Linked DNA regions of Salmo salar: region 2 is linked to region 1. The links are chromatin contacts, called in public Hi-C maps. All regions are on one chromosome and are shown on one strand. The core of a region is the stretch at or near the end of the contact, and the rest is flanking DNA. Distances in the headings are between cores, read along the strand shown. Region 1 holds the start of LOC106581053 (protein NipSnap homolog 2). Region 2 overlaps LOC106581055 (BICD family-like cargo adapter 1).

Evidence for each region. A called contact is a pair of places that touch in the nucleus more often than the background predicts.
Region 2: a Hi-C map of blood shows a contact between it and region 1, with 5 times the contacts expected there. The contact joins the enhancer-like site here to the promoter of LOC106581053 in region 1. A contact is called at or near these places in 3 of 3 Hi-C or Micro-C datasets (blood, gill and muscle).

What each region holds. Positions count from the first base shown.
Region 1 is chrssa20:63,069,810-63,073,926 of Ssal_v3.1, reverse strand. It overlaps LOC106581053 (protein NipSnap homolog 2), which reads right to left and starts at 2,461. Exons shown (of 10, transcript XM_014162761.2): 1 at 2,153-2,461; 2 at 247-386; 3 at 1-19. The coding sequence starts at 2,274.
Region 2 is chrssa20:63,149,367-63,153,514 of Ssal_v3.1, reverse strand. LOC106581055 (BICD family-like cargo adapter 1) reads right to left here. Exons shown (of 9, transcript XM_014162763.2): 7 at 2,748-2,860; 8 at 2,333-2,453; 9 at 1-1,637. The coding sequence ends at 1,395. Among protein-coding and RNA genes, the nearest start is that of LOC106581058, 12 kb to the left of the region's middle. Within about 2 kb of position 1,909, at least 5 of the 13 cell types and tissues checked have an H3K27ac peak or open chromatin away from gene starts, as enhancers often do. A contact at or near this core is called in muscle, where this site is marked.

The DNA of each region.
Region 1 (4,117 bases), core at 1,212-3,711:
TCTGGTTTCACGTTATGGACTGTAACAGAACAAGCTCTATTAGACATAATAGAGCTGTGTTGGAAGGGGTTAAATTGGTCCAACTTTACATTACAGTCAAGGTCCGTAAGTACAGTGAAACAAGTATCGTAATTACTAATTTCTACACTATACTTACTTCTTACACTAAAGTTATTACACTGCACTCTAAAATATAAAAAGTCATTTGGAATTGAAGTGAGCAAGTTACAGTAAAGCACAACTTACACTGGATTTTGTAGAGGTTGCTTTCCTCATTCTTGGTAAGCAAGTGGGAGTGGGCATCCTTTCTGGGATCAACTTTACGCACAAATAGTGACTTGAACCAGCTATCTTCACGATTCCTATGGTTTGATGCTGACAACCCCCTGAAGAAAAAAAATACAGATGGTAGTGTTAATACATATGTGAACGGAGACATCTTATGAAGTTAGTGATTCATCTATTCCTGCAGCAAAGGATTTCACTGCTGTGTAATGAGCTGAAGTCAGATCTGCCCATGCATGTATGCCAGTGAAATATCACAGCAAGGTCTAGCTAAGAATAATAACAGTAACACATGCCGATGTAGTAACATACTAATGTCATGCAAAATACAGTAAGCTACACTATATATACAAAAGAATGTGGACACCCTTTCAAATGAGTGGATTCGGCTATTTCAGCCACACCCGTTGCTAACAGGTATATAAAATCGAGCACACCGCCATGCAATCTCCATAGACAAACATTAGCAGTAGAATGGCCTTACTGAAGAGCTCAGTGACTTTCAAACGTGGCACCATCACAGTCAGTTCCTCAAATTTCTTCCATGCCCCGGTCAACTGTAAGTGCTGTTATTGTGAAGTGGAAACGTCTAGGAGCAACAACGCGAAGTGTTAGGCCACACAAGCTCACAGAACGGGACCGTCGAGTGCTAAAGCGAGTAAAAATCATCTCTCCTCGGTTGCAACACTCACTACCAAGTTCCAAACTGACACTGGAAGCAACGTCAGTACAAGAACTGTACGTCGGGAGCTTCATGAAATGGGTTTCCATGGCCGAGCAGCCACACACAAGCCTAAGATCACCATGCGCAATACAAAGCATGTAAAGCTCGCCGCCATTGGACTCTGGAGCAGTGGAAACGCGTTCTCTGGAGCGATGAATCACACTTCACCATCTGGCAGTCTGACGGACAAATCTGGGTTTGGCGGATGCCAAGAGAACGCTACCTGCCCCAATGCATAGTGCCAACTGTAAAGTTTGGTGGAGGAGGAATAATGGTCTGGAGGTTTTTTTTCATGGTTCCGGCTAGGCCCCTTAGTTTCGCTTTAGGGAAATCTTAACGCTACAGCTTACAACATTCTAGACAATTCTGTGCTTCCAACTTTGTGGTAACAGTCTGGGGAAGGCTCTTTCCTGTTTCAGCATGACAATGTCCCAGTGCACAAAGCGAGGTTCATACAGAAAGGGTTTGTCGAGATCGGTGTGGAAGAACTTGACTGGCCTGCACAGAGCCCTGACCTCAACTCCATCGAACACCTTTGGGATGAATTGAAACAGCGACTGCGAGCCAGGACTAATCGCCCAACATTAGTGCTCAACCTCACTAATGCTCTTGTGGCTGAATGGAAGTCCCCACAGCAATTTTCCAACATCTAGTGAAAAAAACTTCCCAGAAGAGTAGAGGCTGTTATAGCAGTAAAGGGGGGACAAATTCCATATTAATGCCCATGATTTTGGAACGAGATGTTCGAGCAGGTGTCCACAAACTTTTGGTCATGTAGTGTTTATCCACAACAGTAGTCCTAGCTTTATAATAATGACCTTGAGCAAGTGTAATAATAATTCCCTATTAGACAGACAAGTACACTAGTAACTGGATATGCCGTGTATTAACTTCAACAGTTTAACCATTTTAGAATAGCTCAAATTAGAAGTTGCACTAATTTGTAGTTTATAAAATCGACTACGGGCCAATAGTTGACTGGCTAGCTATTTATGCTAGCTTGCTAACAGTCACTTTTTCAGGTTCAATCCTGCACACTTGCAGCATAGACGAGTCAGTAGGAACCTCCATTCTCAAAAATCGTCAATGGAACAAAAGTCAGAACCCCAACGCTTTAAACGTGCAAAGTAATAATAGTCACACCTGCTTAAAACGAAGATCTGTCCTGTTGACTGGGCCGTGTTTTTAGCCTGATTCAGGCCATTGCCAAATCTCTGAAGGACTCGGGTCGCCATTTTCCATTGATAACACTGGAGCGTATTCATTACGCCGATTCGGTTGCAAAACGTTTCTTCAACGGAAGCAAACGGGGAGGGACGTACCTGAATTTGTTCAAAAGAAATTCTCGTTTTACTCTGTTTGCTTCCGTTTGGTTCTTAAACGATAAACGGTTTCCGTAATGAATACACCCCTGTCCTCTGTGCAAAAACAAAGTGGAGCCTGTGTGTCTACAATGTAGCCACCAGGTGGTAGTAAAACACCACCAAATGAATGGTGTGAACAGTGGAGGACCACTTGTCTGTCCTCGGTACTAGTTTTGTTAGTTTTTCCATAGAACCATGAAAAGGAGCATGATGTGTGTGTTTCCTCTTCTTTGTAGACTTCACTTCTTTTTTTTGTTGCTTGACTGAATATTTCTACCTTCTTTTCTATGATTGGGGTTAAATTGAAGACTTTATTCATGCAATCTAACATCTTTGAAGACATGTCTGTTCTAAATTCCCGTGCCTCCAAGACAGCTTACATCAGTTGACGGGAATGACGTTCTCTACATGTCAAACTCAAGACAAGCACACTGGATCCAGAAAAACCTCTGGCTAAAACCAGAGATGAAGATATGGAGCCAGATAGCTGCCAAAAGGTTGAAGGTACGTATCATTAGGATCGCAAGAAAAGCCATGCATGAAACATAAATGTGAAATTTAATCTGTGAAGATACAAACACCATGTTATGATTACGGACTAACATTTAAGCTTGAACAAATCGTGTGTTGCAATTTTGAGTTACAATAATACCTTTCAGAGTTTTGGCAGTTTCATCTCACTAACAAACAAAAAACGTACACCAAACTGCCTGTGAGGAATGCTACACAAACAAGCCTAACACAGTATAAAACAAACGGAAGTCAGGGAAACCGGAAAGAGGTGTCCTGCACGTTTTCAAGTTATAAGTCTCAATTCTCTATTACTCCTCAATTTAGTTTACTTCACATTTAGGTAGCTAATGTAATGGATTTGTTTGCCAGCGCAAGTTTAGACAGCACTAGCTGTATTATGCCTACAACAGTGACGTTTCAGTTCGCTAGGTGTAAATAGAATAATAGATGTTTGGGAAATCTACAAATTATGCATGACCACTGGAGTCTTTGCTATTCAAAATGTTTTTGTATAGAATAGTTGACATTTATTGAATCATTCAAAATCTTGCCAAAGCATATTCTGTAGGAGGGGTTATTATGAATTTAAAATAATTTGACATGATTTATTTGAATCGGGTCATGAACATATGGACTTTGAAATGAACAAGGGAGAGGTTAAATTGAGTCTGTCTGGCATAAGCTTATTGCCACACTTTACAATAACTCTGTTAGCTGTGGTCTTAGGTAGTCTCCGTATGGGCTATTCCCTCCATTACGACACTGCTGCCCAGTTGAAGAGCTTGTGATCTCCATGCAGCATCACAGCAGCATTCGCCTTCAGAAAAGCACCCCTCAGCCTCAGAAGATCCCCTTCTGGAGGCATGCAGCCATAGTTATTATACCCTAATGTAGGCTTATTTTCTTACTAGCCAAATAAAGTGCAGAGCATGCATGATGTGTGCAACTCATCATTCAAACTTATTTTATCATTTAATTCATCCTTCAGTCAGTCAGTATGTCATCCATTCTGTCATTTGTCTGAGTTGCAATAGGAACTAAATCAAAGAGAATAAAAATGTCTTATTCATTTGTTTATTGAAATCCATGTGTGTATTCAAAATTATTTAAATTCTCCAAAGTTCTTTAGCCTATTATTTTAATAATTCAATGTTTAATTTAGACCTATCCAAATAAAAAACTAGGCCTTCAACTATAATTTTGGGTACTGGTGTCTTGTGGAATAATTTCA
Region 2 (4,148 bases), core at 660-3,159, 80 kb before region 1:
ATACACATCATGCATGCACTTTGATAATTCATATATTACAACCATTAGTAATATGAATCAAAACATTTGCATTATTTATTCTGTAATAAGAGTTGCAAGTACTAGATGTTTTCAGTCATTCAATCAGCATTGTTCTGTTTTTCACTAAATCAAATACTCTGAGGACATACTGATTTTGCCAATTAAAACCAAAATGTAAATAAACAAATAGCAAATGTCAATAAACAACAGAACAGACCTTACTTCATGTGTTGACAACATATTGCATGCATTCTGTCCATCAGATTCCAAAAAATTAAATAAAAGATTGTTCTGGCACTGTGAACAAAATAAGTATGACCTTATATGGCCATCCTAGTTAGAGTTTATCTATATTGCACCCTTCCCCCAAAATGTCCCCTTCAGTTATGTGGCAAAAAGACCCATAAGGTAAGAATACAATGCATGAAATGCATTTTGGACATAAATCATATTGTATCTAGTTCACATAATATTTCACATGAGAACCCATGACATACTGTATATCATGGGTTTATTTATTAGCACCTATTGTATATTTGGTTATTTTCTACTAAAGGCTGTTTTCTCTGGATACATAATGGAAACCATTTTGCATAGACAGCAGGCAACATGTAATATTGTTACATCTTTTGAACAGACTGTAGTGAATGGAATACCACTTAGATCTGATATCATCTTACTGTGTTTCTAAATAGCTAAATCTTTACAACATGATTATAGGTGAATACTAACTTCATCATGTCTTATTATCAGAGTCCAGTCAATCTATCAACTCATTTCCCTCCAGTCTGTCTGTACATTGCCTAAATAAAGGTTGGATGAAATAAATAGTCTGAGGAAATACTGTCAGTATTCTTACAAACATTGACATTCACACATACATTTACAATCTCAGGCATCAACGACTTCCCAATAAAAAACATAATTATAAAGCACAACTTATAACCATCTTTCCTTGTCGTGACTCTCACCATAATAGTGTGTGACTCCCTAGCCATGCTAGTAGTTACCATGCTAATCTTTAACCGCTCTAACATGCTTTTTATGTGCTTAGGTTCTTCTCAGTGACAGTGGGGAAACTACTATCTACTTATTGATAGCTCTTTGTCCATTAGGGCTCTTATCTGGTCCTTGTTTCCAACACACCATGGTCTTGAATTCTAATACTCTACTGAAGTCTCCTACATAACTGAGTGTTCGGCCTGTCCTGTTCTACTTGGTACTCTATCTACCAAGACAGATAGTTCCACTCAGTAGTGTTCCACCAGCTTGTTCCTGCCTTGACGACTCGACTTCTTCAACGGGCAGCTGGTCAAGACAGTTCTTTGCTATGTGCCAGTCCTCCACGGTGAGGCAACAGACATACCAGCTCACTATTTGCCAGGCTGTGCCACCTTGCCCGGTCGGAGCCAGTCTCTCCAGGGGGACTGGGGCTTCTCTTGCCCAGCCTCAGAGGTCCAGGAGGCAGGGGAGGAGGAGGGCCGGCGGGGCCTGGTGGAGGAAGCTGTGTTGGGTCTCCTCCAGAAGGACATGGGGTTGGAGGCAGGCTTTCTTTGGACCTGCTCCGACTGCTGCTGGGTCCTCAGCTGCTGGTTGATGATGATCTGAATGTCATCCTGAAGAAAATAAATAAAAACATTACACCGCTGTTGATAATGAGCCTCATTAGATTTCACATACATTTTAAATGCAAGAGCTGGATATAACAAGAGCTTAAATACACTTCAAGAGCTTAATTACAGTTCAAATACCATGATGTTGAAATTGTAGGAAAGTTTCAAATCATCTCTATTGAACTGGTCAGTTACAGAGAATGTTGCCATGTCTTCATATGACCACTAGAGGGAGGTAGTCACCCAACAGATGGCCTCGCACTAGCACCATGACTCAGCAGTAGACTAGAGTAGGAGAAAGATTCTTCTAGCCTTGGCCACCTGTCGATCTGTTCAGATCCATTCAGTCCAAACTTAGAGGGCTGTTTAAAGGTTGCCGTGTCCCTAACCCCAGTCGGGACACTATAGCTAAAGAGCAGTCTCTATGTAATACTAGAATTCTGACTCTGTGACCAAGGATTACATTACATGTTCACTATTGGAGGTGCCCTAAAGAGAATAGGCTTAATTAAACCAATGTTAATATTTAGTCAGAGCTTATGAAAGTGCCCTAATATGTTACTGGAGTGTGAAAGAGGAGCAGAGGAAGGGAGAGAAAGAGAGATAGATAAAGTGAGACAGAGACAGAAAGAGAGCAAAAGACAGACAGAGAGAGAAGGGGAATGATAGAGACAGACAGAGAGACCGTTGAGACCCACCTGCCAGGCCTCTAGTTCCTGAGACAGCTCCAGCTTGCGTTGGATAGCCTCCAGCAGCTGGTTGTTCAGACACATCATGTCGTTCTTACTCCTCACCAGCTCCGCCTCCATCAGGTTCTTCCTGACACGATGAAATAGGGGGACAAACACATGTTAAGTCACAGTGACATTATCATAGATTCATAGCAAACCAATGTGGAAAGCCCATGGAAATCTTCCAACGACAACCCAGCACGGGAACATATGTTACATTTACAGTACACATAAAATGGCATGAACTATATATAAATGGAACATGTCACTTTATGAATGCTAAATGCTGTTTGAAAATAACATTGAGGGAAATTACAAAGAGTGCAAATTATTAAACGATAAAGGTAGAAAATAACTAAATGATAAAGGCAAAACCACTTACTTAGCTATGGCTTCATCTCTGTCTCTGATGGCCTGTTGGGTCACCTCTTCTTCATCCTGTCTGTTTCCGAGCCTCAGCCTCAGCTTAGCATTCTCTTCCTGCAGCTGGGAGATCTAAAAGAGGGGAGAGGACAAGAGAGAATATAGTGAACTGAAACCATGGTCTGAGTCCAATATTAGCAACGCCAATGTATTGGGTTCAACTTCTGCTGTATCAAGAACTCATAACCAACATGACCACCAGGTAGCACACAAACCCCACACACTAAGATGAGCCAACGTAATCACGACTAAAGCGGAGTATTCAGTGTCTGTGGTGCTTAGGTATGTACACTGTCAAATTAGGTTAGAATTACATTAGAGGGCATCGTTTCTAGCCTGGGGTGTTCTATTGACCTGCTACTCTATGAGTGAACACACAGGAGCGGTGGGTGTTGTGTTATAAAACAGTAGCTCATGGTATTTACGGGAAATTCAGAGCTGTAACCTGACTACCACTGTACTGAAAAACCCCTCTCACTCTCTCTCCAGCCCAGTCCCCAGCCCCTAAAGCCCCACACAGATAGGCCAGCAACACAGAAACTCCTGTTGTTGTATCTAAATCTCCATGGAACGCAGGCCTGACTGACACCTGATCTCTGTGTTAATGTCTCTATCTCCTAGGGGATGAATCCAGCCTTTGTTGTCAGGGCCGGCAATTCATGTGGGAACCCGGACACTGTACTGAGGACTCAGGTAACTGAACAATGAGGCCTCTTACAGTCAGCTCAGCCCAGCACACAAGGTGGGAGGTGACTTATTATTATCTATGTATCAGTGTTGACCTTGCTCCTTTACCTGTTGTCCATCTAATATTCAGGTCGGTTCTCCAGTAGGCGATGTCCATTTTCATCTTCTGTTAGTGCTTCTCGTTTCATCCTTTGGTTAAATTCCTGTTTTGTCTGATAACATCATGACTTCACCAGTCTAGTTTCCCTTTTTCTCTCTATGACCAGTATAGGCATTAAAACTAGGGGAGACACTGCATTGTTTTGACAGGCACTTTCCCGGGAAGGTGGTTTTCCCAGTGGGAATAATAGACTGTGAAGCATTCAACATTACCAACCTGTCCTCTCCCAGATCCCCGCCACAGGCTTCTAACAACAACGCCTCAACAGAGTTCCAAACCAAAAACCACAGCACTGACATAACTCCAAAGTCATCTGTCCTTATACCGGTACATGGTATTGTATGACACAAACACAATAGCACCTTACAGGTAAGGTAGACTGTTTTTTCTTTCTTTCTCCCAACAGAGCATACAGTATATTCATTCTATGGGGGAATTTAATAAAGGCTTTGCATTTAGGCCAGAAAGTGTATTCCTTTGCCATGTTTTTTGTTCTTCAGTATTACTTTAGTG